7 separate regions of the Mus musculus genome follow, and regions 2, 3, 4, 5, 6 and 7 are each linked to region 1. Evidence: chromatin contacts called from public Micro-C and promoter capture Hi-C data. All regions are on one chromosome and are shown on one strand. The core of a region is the stretch at or near the end of the contact, and the rest is flanking DNA. Distances in the headings are between cores, read along the strand shown. Region 1 holds the start of Thap12 (THAP domain containing 12). Region 2 holds the start of Pgm2l1 (phosphoglucomutase 2-like 1). Region 3 holds the start of Nars2 (asparaginyl-tRNA synthetase 2 (mitochondrial)(putative)). Region 4 holds the start of Neu3 (neuraminidase 3). Region 5 holds the start of Ints4 (integrator complex subunit 4). Region 6 holds the start of Pold3 (polymerase (DNA-directed), delta 3, accessory subunit). Region 7 holds the start of Rnf169 (ring finger protein 169).

What was found. Promoter capture Hi-C pulls out the DNA fragments that hold promoters and counts their contacts. Hi-C and Micro-C count contacts between places; a contact is called where the count stands out from the background. Capture Hi-C pulls out chosen DNA fragments and counts their contacts.
Region 2: a contact with region 1 is called in a Micro-C map of embryonic stem cells. The contact joins the promoter of Pgm2l1 here to the promoter of Thap12 in region 1. A contact is called at or near these places in 1 of 39 promoter capture datasets (liver), 1 of 484 Hi-C or Micro-C datasets (embryonic stem cells) and 1 of 9 other capture datasets (liver).
Region 3: a contact with region 1 is called in a promoter capture Hi-C map of erythroid cells, with 15 times the contacts expected there. The contact joins the promoter of Nars2 here to the promoter of Thap12 in region 1. A contact is called at or near these places in 1 of 39 promoter capture datasets (erythroid cells) and 1 of 115 datasets of contacts at active chromatin or transcription factors (astrocytes).
Region 4: a promoter capture Hi-C map of liver shows a contact between it and region 1, with 6 times the contacts expected there. The contact joins the promoter of Neu3 here to the promoter of Thap12 in region 1.
Region 5: a contact with region 1 is called in a promoter capture Hi-C map of liver, with 3 times the contacts expected there. The contact joins the promoter of Ints4 here to the promoter of Thap12 in region 1. A contact is called at or near these places in 2 of 39 promoter capture datasets (both in liver) and 1 of 484 Hi-C or Micro-C datasets (liver).
Region 6: a contact with region 1 is called in a promoter capture Hi-C map of liver, with 4 times the contacts expected there. The contact joins the promoter of Pold3 here to the promoter of Thap12 in region 1. A contact is called at or near these places in 2 of 39 promoter capture datasets (embryonic stem cells and liver), 2 of 484 Hi-C or Micro-C datasets (B cells and CD8 T cells), 1 of 115 datasets of contacts at active chromatin or transcription factors (astrocytes) and 2 of 9 other capture datasets (adipose tissue and liver).
Region 7: a contact with region 1 is called in a promoter capture Hi-C map of liver, with 2.6 times the contacts expected there. The contact joins the promoter of Rnf169 here to the promoter of Thap12 in region 1. A contact is called at or near these places in 3 of 39 promoter capture datasets (embryonic stem cells, liver and pre-B cells) and 1 of 9 other capture datasets (liver).

What each region holds. Positions count from the first base shown.
Region 1 is chr7:98,700,727-98,704,622 of GRCm38.p6, forward strand. Thap12 (THAP domain containing 12) reads left to right here and starts at 2,521. Exons shown (of 5, transcript NM_028410.2): 1 at 2,521-2,752. The coding sequence starts at 2,664. Gm15506 (predicted gene 15506) reads right to left here and starts at 2,202. Exons shown (of 1, transcript NR_144495.1): 1 at 1-2,202. It also overlaps the pseudogene LOC108167485.
Region 2 is chr7:100,225,909-100,229,680 of GRCm38.p6, forward strand. It overlaps Pgm2l1 (phosphoglucomutase 2-like 1), which reads left to right and starts at 1,699. Exons shown (of 14, transcript NM_027629.3): 1 at 1,699-2,126. The coding sequence starts at 2,016. It overlaps Gm34877 (a long non-coding RNA gene), which reads right to left and starts at 1,497. Exons shown (of 3, transcript XR_869834.3): 1 at 1,222-1,497.
Region 3 is chr7:96,949,879-96,953,737 of GRCm38.p6, forward strand. Nars2 (asparaginyl-tRNA synthetase 2 (mitochondrial)(putative)) reads left to right here and starts at 1,649. Exons shown (of 14, transcript NM_153591.4): 1 at 1,649-2,066. The coding sequence starts at 1,926.
Region 4 is chr7:99,827,117-99,830,493 of GRCm38.p6, forward strand. Neu3 (neuraminidase 3) reads right to left here and starts at 1,301. Exons shown (of 3, transcript NM_016720.2): 1 at 1,042-1,301.
Region 5 is chr7:97,479,483-97,483,379 of GRCm38.p6, forward strand. Ints4 (integrator complex subunit 4) reads left to right here and starts at 1,474. Exons shown (of 23, transcript NM_027256.2): 1 at 1,474-1,668. The coding sequence starts at 1,615.
Region 6 is chr7:100,119,992-100,123,834 of GRCm38.p6, forward strand. It overlaps Pold3 (polymerase (DNA-directed), delta 3, accessory subunit), which reads right to left and starts at 1,509. Exons shown (of 12, transcript NM_133692.2): 1 at 1,373-1,509. The coding sequence starts at 1,432.
Region 7 is chr7:99,978,502-99,982,363 of GRCm38.p6, forward strand. It overlaps Rnf169 (ring finger protein 169), which reads right to left and starts at 1,957. Exons shown (of 6, transcript NM_175388.3): 1 at 1,471-1,957. The coding sequence starts at 1,933.

The DNA of each region.
Region 1 (3,896 bases), core at 1,271-3,770:
AAGGGTGGCCCAGAATCAAACAACAGGGAATCTGAGAACCAAGAGCAAGCTAGACAAGAAAATGAGTGTCTGCAGGGCACTGAGAAAACACTGAGATATGGGATCATGGCTGGATCTGAGTGTACAGAATTAGGAACCTAAGAGAGCTGTGAAGTAAGGTCCAGGACAGGACAGCAAGCAGGCACTTCAGAGTTAGTGGGAACTCTTCTGCCACCTAGGTCATTATGATCTCTGTCGTGTTCATTGACGGTGCACAGCCATTTCAAAGTGCTTTGCTCTGGACTAAGTTAGGGCGGTAATTCCTCTTCCCCCAAACCTGAGACATCCTGCTGCTGTTTGACTACTGCTGGGTGTCTTAGCGTTTTACTGCTGTGAACAGACACCATGACCAAGGCAAGTCTTAAAAAGGCCAACATTTCATTGGGGCTGGCTTATAGGTTTAGAGGTTTAGTCCATTATCATCAAGGCGGGGACATGGCAGCATCCAGGCAGGCATGGTGCAGAAGCTGAGAGTTCTCCATCTTCATCTGAAGGCTGTTAGTGGAAGACTGACTTCCAGGCAGGTAGGGTTAGGGTCTTAAGCCCACACCCACAGTTACACATCTGCTAAAGGCCACACCTCCTAATAGGGTCACTCCCTGGGCCAAGCACATACAAACCATCACATTTCACTCCCTGGCCCCCACAGACTTGTTCAAACATATGAGGCTATAAGGGCCACAGCTAAACATAGCATAATACAAAATACATTTAGTCTAATTTCCAGAGTCCCCAGTCTATAGCAGCTCAACAATGTTAAAAGTTCAGAGTTGCTGGAGAGATGGCTCAATGGTTAGATCTGACTGCTCTTCCAGAGGTCCTGAGTTCAATTCCCAGCAACCACATGGTGGCTCACAACCATCTGTAATGGGATCCAATGCCCTCTTCTGGTGTGTCTGAAGACAGCTACAGCGTACTCATATACATAAAATAAATAAATAAAATCTTTTAAAAAAAAGTTCAAAGTCTCTTCTGAGATTCATCCAATCACTTTATTGTAATCCCAATAGCAAGACAGGAAACCAGCTGGGCAAACTCCAAACGCTGCATCTCCATGTCTGATACCGTAGCAGTCGTCAGATCTCCTACTCTCTGAGCATGCTCCCTGCAGAAGGTGGCTGGCAGGGGCCCGACTTCTGGGATTCTACACAGGCAGAGCCATTTCCTCATCAGCACTCTGCTGCAGCTAACTCCACATCTCAGAACTTGTCCTCTTTTCCCTCACCTATAAACTAGCGTTCTTAATTTCCTTTGAATGACCAGATGGACACTCAAATTTCCCCAAGTTCAGGCTGATCCTTCAAAATACTTGCTATAGCTTTGACAGACGTTTTTCTCGTGTTCAGGTTTCCTTTCAGAATGAATCTAATGGTTTCTTTCTCTAAATGTAATTTCTTCAGCCATCCTTCTCACTGTTAACTGCTTGTTCACACAAAGTCCGTGACCTTTTGGATATTTGCATCCGTTCTGTGGGTGACTGGACGACTACTTCATGGATCATCTCAGACATTTTCCCACCCTTCTTTAAACCTTTTGTGCCAGTCAAATACTCAAGCCCTCGACACCACTTCACCCCCATACGCTTCTTTCAAAAGTGGTGGGTCTTACTTGCAGACGTGTTCGATTTTACGCAAAATTTGATACTTTGTTCTAAATAGCGGCCACTCATTTTGAAACAAAACCATACAGGAACGTTATCAGGCCAGGACTGTGAGAAGCCTGAGGTAAAAATCTCTAGGGTGCTGCTGGCCTAATCATTGCACTATTCCTGCCTCTCTGGAAACCACCAAGGAAGTTACTGCTTTTCTGAGCTTTTACCCTAGCGTCTAGTCAAGGTGTGCGGCTAGCAATCTAGCACTAATTCGGTCACAGAGTAACCGGAAGGCAAAACGGGTTAAAAATTAAATCCTCTACAACTCATGTTTGCGTTCAACCCGCGAGTTGTTTCAAAGCAATCGCAAGGGTCATCCCGAATCTGTTGCCTTTAAGAGTCTACGGTGACTCACGCAATGGACGCATGAACCGTGACAACTTTTACACAAGCCGGGCAGACGCAGCCGTGAAGTAACGTTCTAGCTTGCCCTGGATCTGCAGGAACCCGCACACAGCAAACCTACCCGAATAACCCGGGGTTGCGCTCGCCAGTCCCGGGGAGACTACAGCGCATGCGCAATTCCTTCCTTGCGCGGGTTGGGTTGTGCGCATGTGCATTGAGACTACGCAGCTGGCCCGACCCTCTCGAGTGCGCATGCCCGCCCGCAGGGACGGTCGCCTGCGAAGAGGGCGGGGGCGGATAGCTGAGGGAAGAGAGGGCACCCTCCAGCGCCAGGGTGCATTGTGGGAAGGAGGCGGTAGCGTCCCGGGCGGGCTGGAGGTGCAGCAGCGGCGGCGGCGGCGGTAAATCCTCCCGGCCGCACACAGCACTGTGGAGCCGCGGCCCCAGCCCAGCCTCGGCCCGCGCGCCCCTCCTGCCCCTCGCGGCTTCGCGCGCCAGCCCCTCCTCCGCGCGCGGCCTTGCGGAGCCGGCCGGCCGGCCCAGCTCCCCTCCCCGGCCCCGCGGGGCGGCCGCGCTGCCCTGACGAGGCGGGGAGGGGAGGGCTGGACCGGCCGGCGGCCGGACGACCATGCCGAACTTCTGCGCTGCCCCCAACTGCACACGGAAGAGCACGCAGTCTGACCTGGCCTTCTTCAGGTTCCCGCGGGACCCGGCCAGGTGAGTGGGGCGCGGAAGCTTCAGGGACTTGCGCGCACGTGCGCTCGCGGGCACCCGGCCCAGTGGGTGCCACCCGGGGGCGCGAAGGCGGATGAAGTGGGCGCTTAGCGCCTTTGGTGGTCCGACGCGGTTCCTTAGCTGTCAAAGAAGTAACCCTTCTCCAGGGCTGTGTTCCCAGGGGCCCTGCCTTCCCCCGCGTCACTGGTCTCTTCTAGGACAGTGTTTCTGTTTGGAGGCGAGCCGCTTTCTTTGATCTTAAATCAGGTCACAACTGCCTCCTTCGGACTTGTCAACCCAGTGTTCAAATGCCGACCGTTACTCATTGTCTCCCTTGGTTGTTGGGACCACAGAGGACAAGTGTGAGGGCGTGGGAATATGGTATTGCAACTTCACTTTTCCTTGGGGTAGTTTATAATCTGGGACGTAGTCTGAGAATCATAGGGACTTAGTGTGATAGACTGCAGGTAGTTCTCAGAGCTCTCCTGTTGGCTCATTCGTTTAAAAATCAGTGCTTAACCATGTTTGAAGTACTCATGTCAGGTGCTGGAGACTCGAGTGAATTTTGTCACGGACGGCAGAAAGCACCTAATCCACAGAGAGAGAGAGCAGATCTATCAACGAGCGCTGAATATAGCATGATATTAATTGAGCAAATATTTATTGAAAGCCGACAGTTGGTAGAAATTGGTCAGAGTATGAGAGTGGGTAACATGAACCAATGAAAATCCCTCTTCTCAGAGGTTACATTCAAGTCTTGGGAAATTGGCAAGTAAAATATTTATAATACCGTGTCCAATAATGAAAAATATCCTGAAGAAAAATACAGCAGGGGTTGGAAGGGCTTTTAGCTAGGGAACAGGTGGAAAGATAGCTCAATGCTGAAGAGCACTTATACTCGCAGAAGGCCTGGGTTCTATACCCACATTAGGTGACTTCAGTTCCAGGGGATTACACAACCTCTTCTGGCCTTCCTGTGTACCAGGTATGCTCAAAGTGCAAAACGCTCGTGCATATACCAGAGCAGATTAAAGAAAAAAGCATAGCCAGGGAGCTGAGCAGTGGACATTGTCTGTTATCCCAGCGCTGAGGAGGCAGGGAGAATTGAGATTTGAAGCAGGCCTGGGTTAGAGTAAGTTCCAGGCCA
Region 2 (3,772 bases), core at 449-2,948, 1.5 Mb after region 1:
ATAGTGGACTTGAGAATCACTCACTAATGGATTTGAAATGCCCTCTCCTTTTTTCTCAGTTGGCTTATTTCCTGTTCTTGAAATCCCAGTGCAGGTCCTCCTGCTTGATGGTTTCATTTCCACTATTTGCAGCAAGCTCTTCATCGTGGACTAAACATTCTTGCACATATCCTATCTCTCCAGATTTTATTTCTGGGGATTTTGGTTGTGACCCTAGCTTTAACAGCTGAAGCATCACTCCAGCCCTAGATTTTACTTCTTGAAGGGAATTGTTTATATTCTTCTAATATCAGCTCCTAGCATAATTCTTGTTTTGTTGATTTTTAAGGCAAACACTGCAACCCCTTACAATGACATATATTATTTTTCAGAATCTCTCAATACAATTATTTTATGCTAGTAGTTTGGATTTTATTAGAACAAATGATGTCTTTAAAAAATAAAAGGAATACTTTGGATTTATTATGTCTTTTATCTTTGAGCCTCAAAACACTCTAAAACTATTTCTTCAATTACTGTACTGTCATGCTATAAATATTATATAATCCTTACAAGAGCAAAAGGCTGATGAGGAAGAGTTTTAATATACTTGGTCAAGTCACACCAAGAAGGTATTTGGCACAGTGTGGTGGTGCACACCTGGAATTCCAGCACTCAAGAGTTCAATTTCAGCCTGGCGTATATTATGTTCAAGGCTAGCCAAAGCCATAGAGGAGACCCTGTCTCAAAAACAGAGAAAGCAGAGTGGTCCATATACAAGACTTCAGTATTTCTCTGGCCTCAAGTAATGAGACCTGAAAGGCGCACATTTATAGAAGAAAGAAAGTGAAGGTGTTCATTTCTTTTTTCCTCTGTATTCCTACTTGTTCATGAATTTTATGATGTTTGTACATTCTTAAAATAGGGTTAAATGCTGACCCATCATCTGACAACCTTCTTATCTATTTTCCAGACATTATATTCTCTCTACCTCTATTCCGCGGCTACAACTGAACAAAAACAACTGCCAGCTGAGGTAACATAACAGACTGAAACCCGCATTCATTTCTCAGGAACGCTACTGCTCAGAAAATTCGGTTTGCCTTTCAGTTCCTTCTGTGTAAAGTGGGAAAGGAATATACATACAACCTACCACACAGGATGAATGAAATGACAAAAAACGACTCGTAAACTTTCAAGTACAAATAGATACCGTTGTTCCTTACGTCATTCCTTTTTTACCTTAAAGCAGGAGACCACCACTGCACAACATAAGTAAGAAGCGTCAGGGAACAGGTGGTGCTTTTTCTCTCCGAGGGAAGGGAAAGGCAACGGGTGTACAGAACTCGGGGAACCGGGGAAAACTACAACTCCCGTGAGGCGTCACGCGCGCCACTTTGGGCTCCCAAGCGAGACCAAGCCCTGAGGCGAAGAGGGTGGGGCCTGCGCGCGCCGGGGACTCTCCTAGTGAGTGCAGAGGCGGGCTGCTTGAGACGACGGGGACACCAGGTGGAGGCGCACGTGCGAGTGCGGGGCGGGTGATAAGGGAAAGACAGCTGAGGAACGGCATTAAAAAAACAAAGCCAGCTGTGCACTGTCGCCTCAGCGGACAGCAAACGCTGCAGCGGAGGTGCGGGGCGCGCGCTCCCGGGCTCGCGCCTCATGCCTCGGGCACTCGGACGGGCCGGGGCGGGCGGGGGCGGCGCGGGCGGCGCGGGGGCGGGGCCTAAGGCGGCGCGGGCGAAGGCGGCGACCCAGACATCTGGGACTGTTGTTGTTCTCTCGCCTCACGCCCGCCTCAGTCAGTTCGAGCTGAGATCCGGAGCTAGTCTGCTGGGAGGCGGCTGTCCTGTCTCCGCCCTCTCTCCGGGTTCGCTGGAGCTGCGGCAGGAGCTGGCGCGGACTGAACAGCTCGCGGTTGGTCTCCGATGCCCTTCGTCAAGGAGGGGGTTTCTGGACCCTGGTGAGCGCACCTAGAGCCCCCCTGACTCAGTGTCTTCGCCCGCCCCTCGGGCCCGCAAACCCGTGTGTCTACCATGGCTGAGAACGCAGATGATGACCTGAACTCTAACCTGCTCCACGCCCCCTACCTCACTGGGGACCCCCAGCTAGACACGGCCATCGGGCAGTGGCTGCGTTGGGACAAGGTGGGTACCTGGTCACCCCGGCATCTGTCCCCTCTTTCTGCTCACCCTCGCACAGTCCACCCTTTCCGGTACCCACCCAGGGCTCTGGAGGCTCCAGGGGAGATGGCTCCAGCCAGCGCAGGGCTAGTGGAGTTGGGCGATGCCTCTCACCTATGCAGGGGCTGCTTTCCCCGGCGGGCTGGGCTGGGCAGGGACGACTGCAGTCTCTTTCTTTTGTGGTAGGCTACACCGCAGTCCCGCTTCCTCCCTTGCTGCCCCTTCCCTTCCAGTGAGTATCATCTCTCATGGTCAAAATACTTCGTCCTCATTCTCATCGTTGTAAGTTATCCTCTGTGTACTATGCATCCATCACCTTTCCTCTTTCTCCTTTGACTTCCTTCTCTGCAGAACCAGAAAGTGGCTTCTGGTTCTTGAACGTTACTAACCACTCACTATGTTGCTCTGCTGTGTTTCCACCCTCTGTCACTAGGTAATCGCTGGCTAGGTATTCGCTAGTCTATTTCACTCTTATTTTCTGGTATCACCTTTTGCTATTAAATGTGACAAGGGTTCTCCTCTTATTTCATTCCTCTGCCGGCAGTTATTTATTGGAAGTATCCTGTTCAAAAAATTGTCATGGACATCTAGAATAGTCTAGTTGTACTGATAGAATTTGCACCATTCTCAAATCTTAAAAGGCAGATTCTGATCAGATATTTAGGAATTGCTTAGGAATTTCAGAATTGCTGATGCCATCGTTTCTTCTCTCTCCCTCCCCTTGTGCAGGTATATAGGGTGGGTTGGTGAAAGCTAGAATTAAAATGCATCCTTTTCACTTGTAAACGAGGCTCTTGGAGGCTTTTTCAGAGGGTGGGATGATAATCCCAGTGTTTGTTTTCTCAAGTGCATATGATACAGCTGCTAAAACAAAAAAGGCAGCACATTTAAAACTGAATTAAGGGGTTTGTATGGAGGTATGTGAGATTTTGTTATACAAAAGAACTACTTAATTAGCTTTCTGAAAAAGTTTATTTTCATTTTTTTCCAGGTATCTATGCATTTAAGAAGGGAAACAAAACAAAACAAACAAACAAAAAAACCCAACTAAATACTGAGTGTTCTAGGCCAGACAGGAAATGCTGGTGGTGAGAAAGATAGAAAGAGTTCTTGCCGTCAGCAAGCCTTTAGTTCGTAGATAAGGAAGTCCAACAAATAAGCAATTACAATAAAGTATTTGGTGTTACTGGGTCATATATTTCTCAGATGTTCTAATCCTTCTTCTAGAGTCTGAACCAATGTTTCTCAGACCCGAAAGTGCTAACAGATCATCTGGGAATCTTGAGGCATTTGTTGACCAGACAACTAGGGTGGGGCCTGACAGCCTTAGTGAGCTTCCAGGTGATTGATACCAGTTCTGCTGATTTGTGCACCACACTAAAAATAATGACACTCTTTTCTCTTTCAGTATCAGTTTTGTCCGTGTTTTTCCTAATAAATATCCCAGTTGAGTGAATTAATACTTTATTGTCTACTGCCAATATATACTGAAATATTTAAGAACTGTAAAATGCATATAAAAATAATGCTCCAACAGTTATAGTAGCAATAAACAAGGTTGCAGTCATTCAGTGCTTATGGGAGTTCAGAAGTGAGAGTTATCATGAAGT
Region 3 (3,859 bases), core at 399-2,898, 1.8 Mb before region 1:
GAGGAACAATTCATGGGTGTTTAATCACTAGGGTAACAAAATGAGTAAGAACATGGATGAAACAAGACTGTAAGTAACTTGGGGTATACGGCAAAAACTCTAAACTTCAGTTTCTTCTAAGCAAGAGTGACTGTGATGATGGAGTTAAGACGTGAGGAGTTCTTGGCAGGGAACAGCCACTCTGTGACACTCTACCTATCATTATGGCTGGCACGGTACAACATTCACGTTAGAAATGTCATTCCTGCTGCTATCGGGAAGGCGATGAATCTAAAGGCAGACGTGTGGATCCAAACACTGAAAGCAAATCAGAAGATAGAATTTAACACAGTAAAGGATAAACGGGAGCAGTTGGGTCTGAGCACAAAGCTTGCAGGCAGTGATCAGCTTTCACTACACACTTTAGATTACCCACTGCTAATTTCCCATTTTACCCACTGGGGTCCCTTTCCCTTGAGTTACTGAACAATGGTTCTCTGCTTAGTTTCCTAATTAACCCTTTGCCTTAAGTAGAGGAAGATAGTCTCCCTGAGACTTAGCAGAGCAAAGAGGAGGAAGAAAGATGAGACAGAAGAATTAACCTGAAGAGAAATTGAGCTTGCTGGTTGCTGGTTTCACTTTTTTTTTTGGGGGGGGTATCGAATATACTTTTATACTTTAAGATATAAGCTATCTCTACATATTTGGAAGGCTACAAGTTTTTGATTTTTCCTTTCTCAAGGTTCCAGAAGTGCCCCAAAGTATTTTTATTGGAGATATTTTCAAGTCTGTCCAGAGAAGAGTTTTACAATTCTTTCAGGCCATTTTCCTTCCCAGCAGATTTTCCTGTCCTCCTCTTACAGGAAAATTTCTGACATTCTCATCTGGAAAAATTCTAACCTTCCTCAAACTCAGCCTAATTATCTCTTTCTCTGGGTCGCCACTCCACTTACCACACACATATCTATGTGTGCTCTTGCTGGGTATAATGTGATGGTTTCTCTCGGTTTCTGTCTCACTGTCTCTTTGTCTGTCTCTGTGTCTCTATCTCTCCCTCTCTGTCTCTGTTCCCCAACCAACATCTTTTCATCATAAGCTCCTTGATGAACAGGACTATGTATGGTGTCTCATCGTGGCAACTTAATTAGTCCTTATTTTGACCTTTTCTTGTTTAACTAGATAAAAGCATTATCATGTGTCTCACTGAGTTACGAAAAAATATTTTTGTGTAAACTTAAAATGTAGCTGAATATATGCAAAGGCCATTTTTTTCTTTTCAAACAAATGCAAGTAAGAGAAAAGATTTGCCCATTCTGGCAGGCAAAGCTCCTTTTTAAGCAACGAATTGTTTGGCTACCACCCAACAGTGACTTCAGCAGGTACTACGTCTGGAGACTGACTTCCCAGAGCTCAGAACTCCTCTCCACCCCTAAGACTCTGCACAGACACTTGCCTTCTGCATCTGTCAATACTGCCCACAAGTATTCCTCAGTCTCCCTAGAGATGACCCAACAGTAGCTATTTCTGAGAAACCTGAGACAGCCCTTGCGCCTTAGCCCCGCCCACCTCAGCTCCTGCACCGCCCCTACCGGTGCGGCGCCTCACGAGCTCCCGGACACAATCACGCATGCTCAGACTCCACCCAGCGTGATGACGGAAGAGCGAGCACGGGGTGACGTAGCTCAGTTGCAACGTGCTTTAAGTCTGGGTCTGCACTCCGGTCCCATGTACGGTGTGACACTGACCGCTGTGTTCCGTGTAGTCGAACCTTCTGTGCTTTCGGGAGCGGGACGCGGAGGTGGGGTCCCGTGGGAACTGCTCGGGGCGCGGAGGGAAGAGCGACAGGAGCGCATGACGGCAGGACTGCGCGGCTGAAAAAGGCTGCTCTCGGGGACTGTGAGCCGGGACGTAGCCCGGCATCCCGTGGAACCCTGTCCGGTCTCGCCATGCTCGGGGCCCGGCGCCTGCTCGGCGCGCTGCGCCTCTGTTCCTCCGTTTCCTGCCCCAGGCCCCGCGCGTCTGCCAAAATGCGCGTGCGGGACGCCCTCAGGGTCCAGGACGCGAGAGGGGAGTGCGTAACGGTGCAGGTGGGTGTGTGGAAAGACTGCTGCCTGAGCTTGCTTGACTTGAGCTGTCTCCAGAGTCTACACTTCTGGGACCGCACTGTTATTTTTGCAAATCGTTCTGACGATCACAAGTGCAGCAGCTGAGTTTTCATGACACCTAGGGGTTTCTTGTAAACACTTTAATCATGCGGAAAAGTTGAAATGAACACTCCCTTATTTATTTATTTATTTATTTAGTTTTATAGTAATAACTTGGGATGCTTTGCCCTAGTTCCTTGAGAACAGAAATTCTGTCTTTCCTTTTTTCCTGTTCACCTGGCTGGCAGGAAATAGTGGTTCCAGGTGTGTCCAGCCTTTTGACATTGCAACATGAGGTCTCCACCTACCAAGTTCATACTTGAGTTACCGCCTCTACCCTCCAGTTAAAAAGTCTCAAAGTTTACGAGTCCGTGTTGGGCTGCATTCATAGCTATCCTCAGTTGCTCACTGCGGCTCATTGTACACAAGTTGGACACAGGAGAATCCATACCTTTTCAATTTCAGTCACTCAGGCTCCTGAGATTTCCATGTATTTAAACTAGGAGAAAGAGCAGAATGTTGTAGTTTGACAAGCTAAGGGCTGCAGTTGCCTTGGCTTAATTCGCTTGCCCTACTATGTAGCTTGTTACTTATAGGCATGTCACGACAGTGCCTCAGGCCCCAGTTTCTCTTATGAAAATGGAGATAATAGTCTATATTTTGGAGAGTTCTGAAAATTAAACGGGTTAATGAAGACAGGCTATTTAGAACAGAGGCCTCTCAGTCAGTGTTAGATGCTGTTATTTGTGACAGCTTTGAATAAATTCCTAAAAGCACAGAAAGAGTAAGACTGGTGCTTGGCTGTTTCCTCTTGAATTACTGAAATAAACTAATAGGTCTTACCCATATTCCTGATATCTGGCACTATGACCAAGCTGTTCTTCCTTGCATTTCTTTGGGTTTATTACTTGTTCCATGATCCCAATCAAAAGTTATCAAAACTGTTTGCTGTACTCTTTGTACCTTGATTTGTGTGATGAACAAAAGAAGAGTCAAAGATGAACTGAACCTACTACGGAGGTAACAGACCTTTTATTTGGGTGCTTAGTGGTATAATATGGAAACTGCTAGTCAACTTGTGGCTCTGAGCACCTGAGTGTGTTTCAACTGCATGGAGGTGTGTTGTAAGAGTAAAATATATAATAACTTTGAGGAGTAAGGAAATATAAAAATATAAATATATTCAAAAATAAAAATATGTTTATATTGTTTACATGTGAATGATATTCAGAGTATAATTGAATAGCATGTTATTCATTACCTATTTTTACTTTTAATGTAAGGACAAATCTTTTTAAAGATTAATTTTATCTTGTATTTGTGTATGTGTGTCTGCATGAGTTTATGACACATAGATAGGAATACCTATGGAGATCCGTAGGTGGTGTCAGATCCCTTGGAGCTGGAGTTACAAGGAGCTGTGCGCTTCCCCAGAAGGTACTAGGAACCAAATGTGGGTCCTCTGAAGGAGCAGAAAGTGCTGTTATCCTTGGAGCTAACTCTGTAAAACTCACATTATATTCCTGTTTAGCCCTAGTTTACAGCAACGTGGTGGTTATGAGTGGTACAAATAACGAGCTCTAAGAAAACAGGGAGTTCCTGAGCTGTGTGAAGCTCAAGAAGGTGTTACTTGCATATCAGGCTGTCTTGGAGGATGGTATCCCCAGGTAGGGTAACTGATGGACTGTACATAGCTGCAGGATGTGTTCCCAGGCAGGACGGGAAGGAAAGAGCAT
Region 4 (3,377 bases), core at 51-2,550, 1.1 Mb after region 1:
TTGACTTCATTTCATGTTTCACTCATCATGGCTCCAGCCGCAATAGGCATATATATGGAATATATATATATATATATATATATATATATATATATATATATATATTCTCCATACAGCCTAGCTGAGCCATACGATGTGCATACACACTGATGAAGTTCTCACAATGAAACCACATCATTGTTGTGTTCTCAGTACCAAGCCCCATCATTAAGCACTGCATTATTCTATCAATTACAACCTCCTCTTAGCACCTGGGCTGGTCTTGAACTTGTGATTCTCATGCCCCAGCCTCCTGAGTGCTTGGATTAACAGGAGCCAGGCCCCATGACTGGCTCTCATTTGTTAAAGGTTAGTAATGTGTACTTATCAGGACCATTCAAAAATGCTTTATAAACGTTAAGGCACTATACAAATTGATGTCTTTAATTATTGTGAATGCTGACCTTTTTACAATTCAGTTTTGGTTCTGCCATCACCTCAACAATTAAATTGTCATTAATTTTCACTATGATTATTCTAATAATAATGATGACAGTGGTAACACAGTGGCCTGGTCACACCTAAAGGATTCACCCAAACTATGTGCTCAGAACTAGGGGCTGAGAAGAATCTAGTACAGGTCTGCTTTGGAGTTGTTTGCTTTAGCAGATAATTCTGATTATTAATTACTGTTCCATACTCTCTCACCTTCCAACCAAGTCCTCTCTATTCTCTTTCTTGGGGAGAGTACAGTTTAGCACGACTTCTGAAGTCAGCCTTGTTTGAAGAGGAAAACTTAGGGGAGACCACTCAGTTGCAAATCTAGTATCAAAAACATTCCACCTTGGAACCTTTTTGGTCGCCCACAACTCCTCTATAGTAAGAAGACTTCACAGTCTCGGTTTGTTCCCACAGTTCTAAACTACAGCTGAAGTTTGGCTTTAGATGGAAGAAAGCAAAAGTAGAATGGTCCTAGCTGATTCTGGCTGACTCAGTCTTCCTTCCTGATGCAGGTCCCCACAGTCCCCGGCCGAATTCCGGGTGACTCTCACCCCAGCTCACCGGCTCCGGAGGCTCTCTGGGCTCTCCCGTGGAGTCTCGGAAGAAGGCCTGAAGCTGAGCTGGGGCGATGGAGACTGGATAACAGCGACAGAAACCACAGACGCTGAAACGAACCCAGTGACCGCTGCGCAAGAACTGGCAGTAATGAGACAAATATCCCAGGAGCAGAAGGAATGCGCTGGGGAGCAGGCGCCAGAGGACTGAGAGCAGCGTCTGGGTGTCAACCTCCCCGGCCAGGCCACGCCCCTTCACCGCGCAGTGCCCGCCCTGCTTGCTTCTCCACGCCCTTAACGATTGGTCTGTGGAAGGTATCACCGCCTAAAACTTCCCTAGACAGTCTAATTGTCGAACAAAGGTTCCGAGGCTCAGAGGGGACTCCTAAAAAGATAAAAGGTGGAAGGGGGTGTTTTCACACAAAGCACTGGACATTCTCCTTGCAAAAGGTTCCAAAATGTATATATTTATCAGGGCCTGGTGGTGCGGGGCTGTGGACTTTGCTAGTGTGGTAGAGACTGTTAAATTTCATCTGTCTGGACTACAAAATGAGTTTAAGGCCACCCTGAACAATTGCCCTTCTCGCAAGATTTTTAAAAAAAAGTATAAACAGAGCCGAGAAACCAGTTAGGTGGCAGAGCACTCGCCTAGCAGGTGCAACGTCCTAGGTTCACTCTCCTGTACCTTCGATAACTTATTGTATATTGTCTACACACATTTACATACATGTATCTGTCACCAAGTACTGAATCCATTCTCTTGTTTCACAATCACACGCAAGGACCATCCCATTCTTCCCCACCTACCAAAATCAAAAGAGGAAAAGGCCCCTCTTGACACACTGCAGCATCTAAGAGATCAGCCAGGGGTGGGGACAAAGAAAGCTAAAAATGACTGTTAAAAAAAAACAACAACAACACAAACAAACAAACAAACAAAAAAACAAACCGAAACAAACAAACAAACAAAACCCATCAGGTCAACAAGGCTACCAGAGGAGACTAAAAAGAAAATGAAAAAGTCACGACCAAAACAAAAACCCAAACAAACAAACATAAAAACCAAGATGTGGAGTACATTGGTATCAAAATTCACAGTGGTTCCTTATGTACCAGGTTAACATAATGAACTAGGACATTTAGCATAGTGGCATTACCCTGTGGGGAGTGACTTGTATTTGACTTATAATAGTAAGATGTATGATAGCACCCTTCACCTTATAATATAAGAAATCACACCCCCAAGTGTGGGTCTAACCACAGTAAGATAGAAAGCAGCACAGCAGGGCCGATTCGGCCGGACCCCATTCCTCCTCTGCCTGTGAGGATGCCAGGGGGCAGGGCCCTGTCCACCAAGGAGCAAAGTGACTTCCTTTTATTTCATCCCAGTCATGTTAGGAGTTTCTCTCCCAAATGGCTGCCTCCTCTAGTTCCAGTGTAAGAATATGGGGTCTTCTTTCTTTGAAGTGAACTTGATACTCAGAAGTAGAACTCACATGGAGAGAAACAATTGAAACTCATTTTTTTTGTTGGAACCAAGTAAAACATAAAGGAATTTGTCAAAAGATGAAGGGAAAGATGGAATATTAACTTAAAGGATGGAAAAACATTGACTCCTACTGAGTTTGAATCCCTGAGCCTGAGCAAATACCATGGGTACGGCAGTGAACGCTCTAAGGGATGGGCTTTCCTAAGACACAAGATCATAACAGGATGGGATTTTCCTTCATTCCTTTTTAAATAATGAGAGATTAGCCTGACAACACTGAAATAAAATAAAGTAGTTTCCTGCTAAAAGTAACTAGGACTTCAAAGAAAAACAGCTGATTTCAGAGCAGGGGAAAGAGGTATAGCATAGGCTTTGAGTATCTGGTCTTACTTGAAAACAAGGTAGCTAGAAGAAAGCAACAAAGGCCATGCTCAAAGAGCTGACCTAACAAGGATCCTACTACCAAATATGTGTGGCAAAATAACAGCTAGGTGCAGTGCTGCACACCTATCCTAGAATTGAAGAAGCAGAGGCAAGAGAACCACATGCTCTAAATCAGCAGGGGTTTTAATAGTAAGTTCCAGAGGACTTGGGGCTACATACTGAGAACCCGTGTAAAAAGGGGGCAGGGGAATAACAACTTACAAAGGACTAGATTAAATGTTTAATGTTATGAGAACATGGTGCCGGAGAGAGGTGCCCCAGTAGTTGAGAGGGCCCAGTGCCCGCACCCACATGATGATTCACCAACATCCTTAACTCCACTTCCACAGGACCTCTTCTAACTTTTGAGAACACCAGGCATGCACATGGTGATGTCTTAGAGTTTCCATTGCTGTGAGGAGACACCATGA
Region 5 (3,897 bases), core at 224-2,723, 1.2 Mb before region 1:
GTTTCTCCTCAGTCCTCTGCTGTTTTTTTTTTTTCAAGCATTGGCAGTCAGCCTTCTGGGATTTTCCCTGCCAACAAATCTCGTGTGAGGTTTGTTGTGCAATGTGACTTTGTGGTATTCCTTGACTCCTAACTGCCAGGACACCTTTCCATCTGAGCTGTAACACAGTCTTCCTACGTATAGTATAGGATAAAGATAATCTATGTGTTTTTGGGTCCTCTGTACCTACCAACTTCCTGTTCCCTCCTCTAAATGTCCCATGTTTTGGTTAAAAAAGTAAAGAACAGGTGAGTTGTAAAACTCAAGAGCACCACATATCTCAGATGCAGGGTGTTCTTGTTTCTGTATTGTTTCATTACACTGTAAGCATGTTTTTGTTAGGTAGGGATTATCAGTATGCTTGTCGTGGAGGTCACTTGTTCAAGTACCAGAGTCTTAAAGGAGTGTTGTGTTAGAATCTGACTCCCCTATTTCTGCCTTCACTATTCACTTTAATATGGGTTAAATAATAACAGCAATTCCATTCTTATTCCTTCCTTCATTATTGATCTTAACAAGGGTTAAATAATAACAGGAACTCTATTCTACTCATTGTTCATGTTCTAGACTTATTTCCAGGGTCTTGATATTTGTACTTGCATTTTTTAGGCAAAATGAGATTTATCTTTCTATTATGTAGACTGTTTTCCAAAGAAAGACTACAAAGACCTTCTGAGAAGCAGACTTAACTTGAAAAACAAGGTTTTCTGAAACCTACCAACTACAATGAAGTTAAAAACCTGTAATTGAGTTTATGCTAAATGCTAATCATAATAAAGTTCCCTTTTTATTAAGCTTTGCTTGCTTGCCAAAGTCATAAAGAACCTTTGTAAGACTTTGAGGACACCTCATCCTTCTACTGTGGGTGTGTGTGTGTGGGTGTGTCTGTAATGGTAACATTTTTGCCTTTCTATATCTCAGTGTTGGCTCCTGGTTTTTGACACCACAACACGTGGCTTCATCCTCAGTCTCAAGATTCTTTTTCACTGTTTCCCAGCTGTCAGAGGAAGCATTAGTCTCTTCACCAGAGATTCGTGGAACACACTGACAGTCCTGATAGAGACTTGGCTCCGGGTGGACCACCAGCATTCTTAAATCTTCAGACTTGCAGAGTAGTACCATTCAGAAAAATGATCTTAAACCTTTCATTGATTCAACAGGAAGATTCTTGGCTTTCTTTTCTTTATCTTTCCGTTTTTCTTCTTCTTCTTTCTTATTGATGGATAACTTCTAAATTACTGTAACAAAGTAAAACGAACTTCGGGGAGGAGCTGGAACTATGGCAACACTCACCCTAAGATTCTAGCAGGGCACCTCCAGGATACAGCTCCGGGTTTTGCCTCCAGCTCCCACCAGCCCCGCCTTTTACTCCACCCATCTTCCAGGATGCACTCTAATTTCCGTCTCCCAGCAGTAGCGGCAGCCAATCGACTCACTGGGCAGTGGAGCTTCAGGAAGAGGCCTCTCTATCCAGCAACCCCACTGCTTTGTGGGATTGCAGCGAAATCGGTGCTGTAGAAAGGTTTCTCTCCACGTTCTCAGCAAGTACAGAAGCCGAGAAGGTCCGGTGCAGCCATGGCGGCGCACCTGAAAAAGCGGGTGTATGAGGAGTTCACTAAAGTGGTTCAGGTAAGCGCTGGCAGAAAAAGCCATGGACCAGTCTGCGCGGGAGGGTTGTCCGCACCCAGGCTGTTCTCCAGATCAGCGCCTAAGCTTGTGTGTAGCCGGCTTAGGTTTAGGTTCCTAGGCTGCGCGTCAGGCAGGGGGCGTGTTAGGTCGAGGCCGCTGTTCTCATGTGTACTCTGACTTTGGGGTTTGTTGTTGTTGTTGTATTTAAAGTTCTGGGACTAGAATTCGGGGTCTTAAGCATGCTAACTTATCACTCTATCCCAAAGTCACACTCCCAGCTCACTTGATAAAGACAAAACAAAATCATTGGGACAACGTGCTGTATAGTTTTAAAAACTGTCAGGTATCTTATTTTAATGTCTCACAGCTCGGTTGTGCCAGATCGGTTATATTTGCATTCTCCTGTCCTCAGTTGGTGGCAGAACTCCTCTTAACTCGTGTACCTCTAACTTTCAGAGACAAGTTGAGCTGTATGCAAAACCCCAAGCTGACTAAAGGTCTGTAGAATTCAAGGCTCAGACCAAGCAGGCAAGAGTCACAGGACGGCAAACCTATCATCCTCTCTCTTTTAAACATAGGTGGACCAAGAGAGCCCCTGTCAGAACTGTCAGTGTGCTCCACAGTGTCTCTGTAGAAGCGATGTATTCTGCTTCTTAAATTTCCATATGTACACAGATACATACAAAATATACGCGTCTTGAGGAATACTTAAATTTTTTATCTTTTTTGTAGTAGGGGAGATTGAGTGTAGGGCCTTATGCATGCTGAGGCATGTGGTCTACCACCGAGCTGTTACAGATCTCGCTCTTTTAGGGAGTTTGTTATGATGCAGATTATGTTCAATAGGTTGGTGGTGTGAGGCAAGATCTGCATTTTGACCAGGCCCGGGGGTTTATGCCAGTGGATCCCCAGCAGTCTTAGATATTTAGGCAGAGTGGTCTCATTAAGGAAAAAAAAAAATTTTTTTTTTCTTTGAGACAGGGTCTCACTATGTAGAGCAGGCTGATCATGAACAGGAAGGAATCAGCCTGCCTTTTCTTCCCAAGTGCAGGGATTAAAGGCTTGCATCACCATGCCTGATGGAAAATGACTCTTAAACCTTCCATTCATTCATTAATTCAACAGGAAAAAATTAAAGTATTTTCAAATACTTGAGTGATTTCTGTGTACCATGTGTGGTAGGAAGTCGTTGTCTATCAGAACCCCTGCTTTTGGGGAGTACATAGTCTAACTGGAGAGCCAGGGCAGTGTCTCTGTTATCGTCACAGAGAGAACTACACTGGCGAGTCGGTATTCTTCCATTCTCCTTAGCATTTTCTCCTTTTCCTAAAGCCCAGCTCTAACTTTCAGTGATCTCATACTGCCGTCTTCTCATGTTTGTTTATCGGCTATTGGTAAATTGGCTTTCTCTTTATTCGTCTTTCTTACAAAAGCTTACATTTTTTGTTCTTTATATTATATGCATGAGTGTTCTGTCTGCATGAATGTCAGTGTATCACGTGTGCAGTGCCAGAAGAGGGCATCAGATCCCCTAGAACGGAAATTACAGCCAGTTGTGAGTTACCAGGTGGGTGCTAGGAGTTGAACCTGGGGCCTGTGCAAGAGCAAGAATTCACTCTTAGCCCCTGAGTCATCTCTGCAGGTCCAGCTCTTTTTTTTTTTTTCTTTTTTAAAACCAAAACAAAAACCAAGGTCTCAGCTGGGGTGGCCCACCTCAGAGGGGTGGGGATGGGGGATTGGCACATGCCTTTAATCCCATCATTAGGGGGCAGAGGAAGGTGGATTTCTGTGAGTTTGAGGCACGCTCCAGAGCAGCAAGGACTACACAGAGAAACCTTGTCTTGGGGAAAAACAAAACAAAACAAAACAAATAAGACAAGGTCTCATACAGTCCAGGTGCAGTGTCGCTAAGGTTGAATTTTAAACCTCCTGCCTCCACTTCCTGGTTTATGCTGGGGATTGAACCTAGGGACTTGAGCATGTTAGGCAAGTACTCTACAAACCGAGCTACGTTCCCAGCGGCCCTCGTGTATAACTGAGCATTGGCTTTAATTAATATCTTACGGTTCCTTTTTTAATGTAGTAAGTTCTGGACTTTTTGAATGAGTCAAGGGTCAGGAAGCTTTCCTTACTGGCTTTTCAGTGCTCCCGCATCTCTGCTTTCCTTTCTGGGTTTCCTGGCTCTTCATTCCACCCCTTCCTCTCTCTTCCTTCCCTTCCCTCTCCACT
Region 6 (3,843 bases), core at 259-2,758, 1.4 Mb after region 1:
CACACCCTTAAGAACCTGGGTTTGGCCGGGCGGTGGTGGCACACGCCTTTAATCCCAGCATTTAGGAGGCTGAGGCAGGAGGATTTCTGAGTTCAAGGCCAGCCTGGTCTACAGAGTGAGTTCCCAGGACAGCCAAGGTTATACAGAGAAACCATGTCTCGAAAAACAAACAAACAAAAAGAGCCTGGGTTTGATTTGTTGGATTCGTACGGTGGAATGAGAGAACTGGTCCTCTGACATCCATAATTGTGACATAGCACAATTATGTGTGTGTGTGTGTGTGTGCGCGCGCGCACGCGCATGACACTAAACATAATAAGAAAAGTCTTAAGAGTCTACAAAGCCAAGCCAAAGATTATTTAGCTCAAACTCCTTGTCTTACTTAAAAGCTCTCTGACCCTCTTGTCTTTAAGAAGCTACCTAAAACTATCCTAAAATTTATCTAAAACCTAGCATTACTTGAAAGCACATAACCCAGGAACTTCTCAGTAAATTTGCAACTATTCAAATGTTAAGAGGAACAGGTGGTGTGGGAATCAAAAAAAAAAAAAAAGAGAGAGAGAAAAATGGATAAATGTAGTATGGGGTAATTTCAAGAACTAGGGGCATCGAGCCTCCATCCTTCCCTGACCCGGTATGTCTGTTGTTTCTTCCAAAGCTAAACGATGCACTCCCAATAAGAGGACTAATAAAGATTGGTCAGAGGCAGAGTGGCAGACAGAGGCAGAGGGGAAAGAGACAGACCTGGGATTCAAGAATTTATCTATCCAGCCCTAATGGCCCTTGACGCGTTTATACACGTCATTTGACCCTTGGCTAAATCCCACTTCTAGGGATAACACAAAAGCCTGGAGGACCCGGGAGGTGTGAGTCGGTGTACCAAACTGTGTCCATGGGCTCACAGCAGCAAAGGTCCATCACACCCAAGTCTCTTCATTTTTACGCTAGCCCGAGGAGGTGGGTCAAGCTGCTTTCAATATTTAAATTTCCAGGAAGAGGAAACTGTCTCTGGTGGGTAAAGCACCAGGCAGTCGCCTATGAAAGTCGGCCAGTCTCAACTGTCTTGAGGGGCCACCACCCGACAGAGCAGGGAAAGGAAGCCTCACGAACCCCGCTGGCTTCCCAGGCTCCACGCCCCCGGACCTCACAATCCCGCCCAAGGCCCCGGGGCTTGGGCGCGCGCCAGAAGCTCTGCCCGCAGGGCGTGTCTCCCTACGCGGGTTTCGCGGTGACCAGTGGCCACCTCAGCCGGTCCCCGAGAAGCCACAGGCACCGGGGGTCGCGACCCCTCGCCGACCGGGCAGGCCCAGTCCCCCGCACACCCGCCTCGCACGGCCCCGCCTTCCCCACCCCCGTGGTCCTAGCTCCTCACGATCTTGTTCTGGTCCGTGACGAACTCGTCTATGTTTTCTAGATACAGCTGTTCCGCCATGGTGGTGCGGCTTCGAGCCCCGCGCTCAACCCGCCCCAGCCGTAGCTCCCGCCGGCGGGAAACAGCTTCGCTCACTCTCGGGTCACAGGTCGTCTCCCAGGGCAACCAAGGCGCCGCGCTACGGCGGCGGGTGAGGGCCAAACTAGTGAGAGGCCAGCCAGGGCTGATGTAGGGGGAAGTTGGAGCGAGACCGACCGGAAGTGAGGCGCGAGCCCGTGGTTGTCGGTGTGCACCTGAGAACGTTGCGATTTCTCTGCTACCACAAGTAGACTGACTCATAACCTTATATTTCACCGCTGGGGGCGGGGGAGTGCTGTGGCCAAGAGTACACATGGAGCCTACATTGTAAAGGAGAGGGAGGAGGGGGAAGAGGGGGAGGAGGGGTGGCTTAAAAGAGTTGGTGTCAGGCGTGGTGGTGCAAAAGCAAGCAGATCTTTGTGAGCTGAAGACCACCCTGTTCTACCCATGGAGCTCCAACCTAGCCAGAGCTACCAAGTAAGAGTCACTAGATTAGGGACATGATCTTTGGGTCAACCAGGAGTTTCCCGGAAGATGTGAAAAGACTGGGGAAAAGAGCAGACGAGAAATCAAATCATTCTATTTGGCTGGAGTTATAAGTGAGACGATACACATAAAACCTTCAAGCTGTGCTCACCACGATCACACTAATAATAGCTGGTAACTGTGTTGTTACACGACAAACATATTGAGCAAGTGCTTTGAAAATGAAATTTCATTTAGTCTCATAGAAACCCAGCAAATGCATTGTGTGGTTTTCATAGAGAATCATAACAGATGCCTGTAAATAAACCCAAGATCATGTCAAAGAGATTACAGTTGTGTCTACAAATACACTGAAAGGTTTTAGGGTCAAAAACAAATCAGAGAAGAGTATCCCTTGGAATTTTCCCTCCCACGAATTAAGAGATGAAGAAAGTCTTTTAGTTTCATGTATATTCCCCAGATATATCACAATTACTTACTTACTGAGTAACTAGCATGTGGTGGGCATCTCTAGCAGTGACCCTAATCCTCAAGTAGTCTTGTTAGATTTTATTATCCCTTTATACACACACACACATACAAAAGATGAGGTCCCATCATTTCAAACCACCTTCATGTTGTTCATGGGAAGAGTGACTAGGAAACAACTGCAAGGACTTTGAGACAGGGTTTGTGTAAACAAAAACTATTTTAAGTATGATCTTGGGGCCAATGAGATAGCTCAGTGGGTAAAGTGCTTGCAGCACAGACCTGATGACCTGAGTTCAGTCCCAGGGAGCCACATAAAGATGGCAGGAGAGAACTGATTCCTTGGAGTCATCCTTTGGTCTCCACACACCATGGTACATGCAGGCCCATGTATATGCACAAAATAATTAATAAATAAAAATTCAAACTTACTGTATTCATAATGTCAGAACACCCACGTGTAATAGACTCTCAGCAAATGAATTTTGCTTGAAGTTTGGTTACAATGAAGGCATTGAGAGCTAAGTGAAAATACTGCTGAGAAAGAAGTAGAGCTCTGATGTGCCCACTGTGACTTACCATCACTGAATGGGCAGGGGCCATGTTAGACTTTGTATTTAAATATTCTCGTGTAATCTCGTCAACAATCTAGGATGTAAATATTACCTGTATACTAATATATAGATGTCAGATAACTTGAGTCTTTATCTCAGTTTTATAGAAACTGTCCAGAGTTAGGTAGTTTGCTCCAAGCCACATACATAGCAAGTATGTTTCCGTCCAGGTATGCTAAAATAATCGCCCACCGTCTCAAAGCTGGGCTTGCTTTGGTGGTAGCATTGGGCTGCCTTTTGTTCTCATCTTGGTTTTTTTGAGGTTTGGGTTTTTTCTTGTCTTCCAACTGTTTAACTTTTTACAGATCTATGTGATTTTTTACAGTTAGAGAAAACAGGAAAGGTGAAGCACCAAGCAATGGAAAATCAGTCCATTGTCTTATTCCAGATATCAGAAGGGCTTTCCATATTTTGAGACATGAAATGCAAATGAAGCTAACACACTTTTGCCTACACACACACACACACACACACACACACACACACACACACATGACTTTAGAGCAAGCAGAATTTTCACTCCCTCTGCCTTGAGGATAAAGCTTGATATCAGTGTGTCCTGCTGGGACACATCAATGTTGTCTAGAAGCCAGCACCAGCAATCAGCCCGACAGCCAAAGATGGCCAAACAAAACTTACGCATGTCAGTGTCACACGACACCAGCAGTGGGAGCCAGAGGACCAAGACTCGGCCTAAGGTTGTCATCAGCTGCAGAAGGCCAGCCTTCCCTTTCTCTTCCCCATCATCTCCACCATGGCAGCAGTGAGCACTGTGATTCTGTCAGGGACCAGAGTGGGAATAGATAGTGTTGGACAGGTTGAGGA
Region 7 (3,862 bases), core at 707-3,206, 1.3 Mb after region 1:
CAAATTTCTTTTAGTGGGAAAAGTTTACACAAATCAATAAGCAATGCATTCTTTCATAATTCAAATTTCAAGGTGGATGTTTCATAACAGCTCCAAGAGATATATAAAGAGAACTGCTATTCTATTTGACCATATAGTCAATGTAGTAGGGAGACCAGAGAAATTGCTTATATTTATAATCTCAGAAATTAAAGCAAGCTAAATTGAGAAAATCATATGGAATTGTACTTTCATCATAAGACAAGTTAGTTAATCTCTTTGGGCCTCAGTTTCACCTATAAAATAGAAATAAAGGTACAACCAAGAGCACTGTGATGGTTTTGGAAGGGATAACAAGAAACGCAGAAAGTAAAATGCAGAGCATCTCAGCCCTTAGACTGAAAAACAAGGTGTCTTTGGCAGGTGTCTCTGCTTGAACCAAAAATAGATGCATTCTGGACTCTACAGTTTCTAGGAACTGCACTTTCATATACACACAAAGCAATGCCTTCCTTCTGCTGAAAACGACGTAAGGCAGAATTCCTAACATAAAAGGGCTAGCAAATGGCTTTTCCTGATTCACGGTTCTTGAAAATCTCAGCTGTAGGTATGTTGCTTAGGCTTGCACCAAAGAAGCCTAGGTCTCGGTTCATGTTACAAACGGAATTTTCTATCTCAGACTTCAGCACCAACAAGTGATGGGCTGCCGACGGTGAGAAAGGCAAAGGAGTTCAGGCCAAGAGTCCTACAACAGACCTTTAAGTTGCCAGCATCATAGATGAAACTTACATAGAAAGACAGAAAACAGCCCCCAGCCAAACCAATCTTTGTCTCCAAAACTTAAATCCCACCCAGCTTTCTTCATCAAGCACCACTAACGTTTATGATTAGTATTATCACCAAAATAGATGGCATTTATCTCATCCTGTGTGGCAAGCTCTGCGCTAAGCATGCATATATATATATATTTTTTTTTTTTTTTTCCCAAGATAGCATGAGAAAGAACTTCACACGAGAGCTCATCCTCAAAACCCACTCTGCTCTCAAGTCTGCAAAGCTCCCCCTGAGCCTGGGATATCCCACACCTCATTCTCTCCAGCCCTGGAAGACACATCCCTCCTAGACCGCGCGACCCCAAGCCCTCTGCCCAACACTGAAACAAGCGCTGCTGGGATCCTCCAGGGCCCCTCCCCCTCCACGCACCAACTTCAACATGCCCCTAACTTGTTCCAGGAATTGTTTCCTTCCAAACTTCTGACTTACGCAAGGCGCGGGGTCCCCTCACTGCCCCTCCAAATTCAACACGCGTACAGTTCGCTCCAAAGTTCAACCTTCACCAACACATACTGCGCCTGGGCAGAACCCGGTCGCGACCCCAGCAGAACTCTCCACACCCGCGGCAGCAGAGCCCGGGACCCTCCACCCCGCTCACCAGGCCAGACCCGGCGGCTGGGCCTGGCTGAAGCCCACAGGGGCGAGGGGAGGCTCCACCTGGCTCCGCGAGCGGCTCCGGCTCCGGCCTGGGCCCCGAGGCAGCCGCGCCCCCGTCCCGGCGCGGGCGGCAGGGTTCTGGCTGTCCACGACGGGCGCGCTCGCCCATCAGCTCCGCGGCGGCCTGGCCGTCGTCGCGCGCCCGACGGCGGGCCCAGCCCGAACCGCGGGGACGGCAGCGACGGCAGCCCGGGCCCGCCGCGCGCGAGGCGCAGCCTCGGCACCGCGAGTGGCTGCACGGCAGGGCCGCCACTTCCCCCGGGGTCTCCAGGCACCCGGTGCAGCCCGACTCCTCCGGCCGTGGCGCTGACCGCAACACTAACAACGCGGGGCTGGAGGCCGGGCCCGGAGCCCCGGCTTTCGCTGCCGCCATCTCGTCACAGCGGCCCCTCCGGCCCCGCCGACTCAGAGCTGCCGCGGCCGCAGCGGAAGAAGCCCGAGTGCTCGGACCTGCCGCCGCCATCTTGTTTCCCGTTTGAAGGGAGAGTCGGTTGCGGTGGGAGAGGAGTAGAGGGCGGGGCAGTGCGCGGCGGACAGCTATCTGCATATTCATGAGGGGGCGGGAACCTAGTCCGCCTGGGGATATTTCTCCTAGGGCCTTTCGCTTAGCAGGAGGAGACTGCTTATTAATATTTAATGATTATTCTTTATATATCTGGTCTTTCAGCCCGCCCTCCTGTTTTTGTAGTTTCTAGCACTGAATCTTGAGAGACTGAAAGAATTTATTTGGAATTTTTGAGCGACCCTGAACTTTATAAAATGAACTATAAATATGAGCTATCCAGAAACTTGTCGAAGTACTTCATTTGGTAAGGGCTTTCTCCTCGGGGCCATAGCAGCTTGTTGTGATTAGCATGAGGCCTATCATGACCAAAAGTCTTGAGTGATTGTTGAAATAACAACCTGACCAGCCCTCATTTCAGCCCCTCTCTCTCCACATCCCTTTATGAAGTCCCCTCCCTTGGCTGGGGCAAAAAAAAAAAGCATACTTTATTACACAAACCCTGCTCCTCAGATTACTTCTGTGTTTGATACTTAAATGTAGATACTCTTGTGTAAGCTTGTGCCTTTTCTTTTCTCAGTCTATATGACTCCCTGGTCTCCTCTTTTCTTCCCCATGAAAGCCCACACTAATATCTGCAGTTCAGAGTTATTGAATTTATCATTATGGATATCTGCATGCTCCGTGCACAAACCTAATGTCTCCATCCTTTCAAAACAGCCCTTATTTCCCACATTCTATTCACAGAACCATCTCAAGGGTCCTCACGCTCCCAGCCCAGGCATCTTTAACTTATAGTCTTGTCATTTTCTGGCCAAAATGGCTCTATTTCCAGCCTGTTCCCACCCACTTCTTCATTCCATAAGCCCACTGCATGATTTCTTTCTCCTCATCTCTTCACCTAGCTGGCAGCTGTGACTTCTGCAAACTGACCTGCCATCACACAACCCCTCTTCCTATAAGCTTTGTCCCATGGATCTTAGAGTTCATTCCTACCGGCCAGCTCTGACCACATCATTCCTGTTTAAGCCAGGGAGAGGTGTTGAGACTTTGCTGTGATTTTCCTTTCTGGATACAGAGGATTTAGGAAAAAGAATGGCTCCCCCTGATGGAAAGATGACTGTACTACAACAAGTCTCGGGGTGTTGCCTATTTATTTATTTATTTGTTTGTTTGTTTGTTTATTATTTTTACCTTAAGGTGCATTTGGACCAAGATGTTATCTTTATGGAAAATCACAGGCTTTGTAAAGACATTATTTTTAAGCAACTGTATGTAGAAGAAAGCATCTAGAAGCTCCAGGTTGTCATGAGAGTGTCCACAGTTGGTGGTAACCGATTCAAAGCAGAGTGATTAATCCAAGTTGGGGTGGGGGGGACTGGAGCCTTAGGATGAGAACCTGGAAGTAAAGGACAGACAGCAACTGACAAAGGGTCAGTGAGTAACTAAACATCATGTCCAGAGAGTCAGAGGCCCAGCCTAAGGCCCAGACAGCCAGAATACTGCCAGACACAGAAGTGAGTTCTTGGATGGGCTGTCCTTTATCCGGGCACTTGCTCACTTCCTACCCAGGGACATTTTACCTGGTTCTGACAAGGAAGGCTTGTGGTACAGAGAGTATGCTAGCTAGTTTTCTGTCAACCTGACACAAGCTAGAGTCATCTGATAGGAGGGAGCCTTGGTTGAGACAGTGCCTCTATAAGATCAGGCTCTAGGCAAACCTGTAGAGCATTTTCTCAAGCAGTGAGTACAGCGGGAGAGCCTGGCCCTTTGTAAGTGGTATGACCCTGACCTGGTGGTCCTATAAGACAGCAGGCTGAGCAAGCTATGACGAGCAAGCCAGCAAGCAGCACTCTTCATGGCCTCTGCATCAGCTTCTGCATCTGGGTT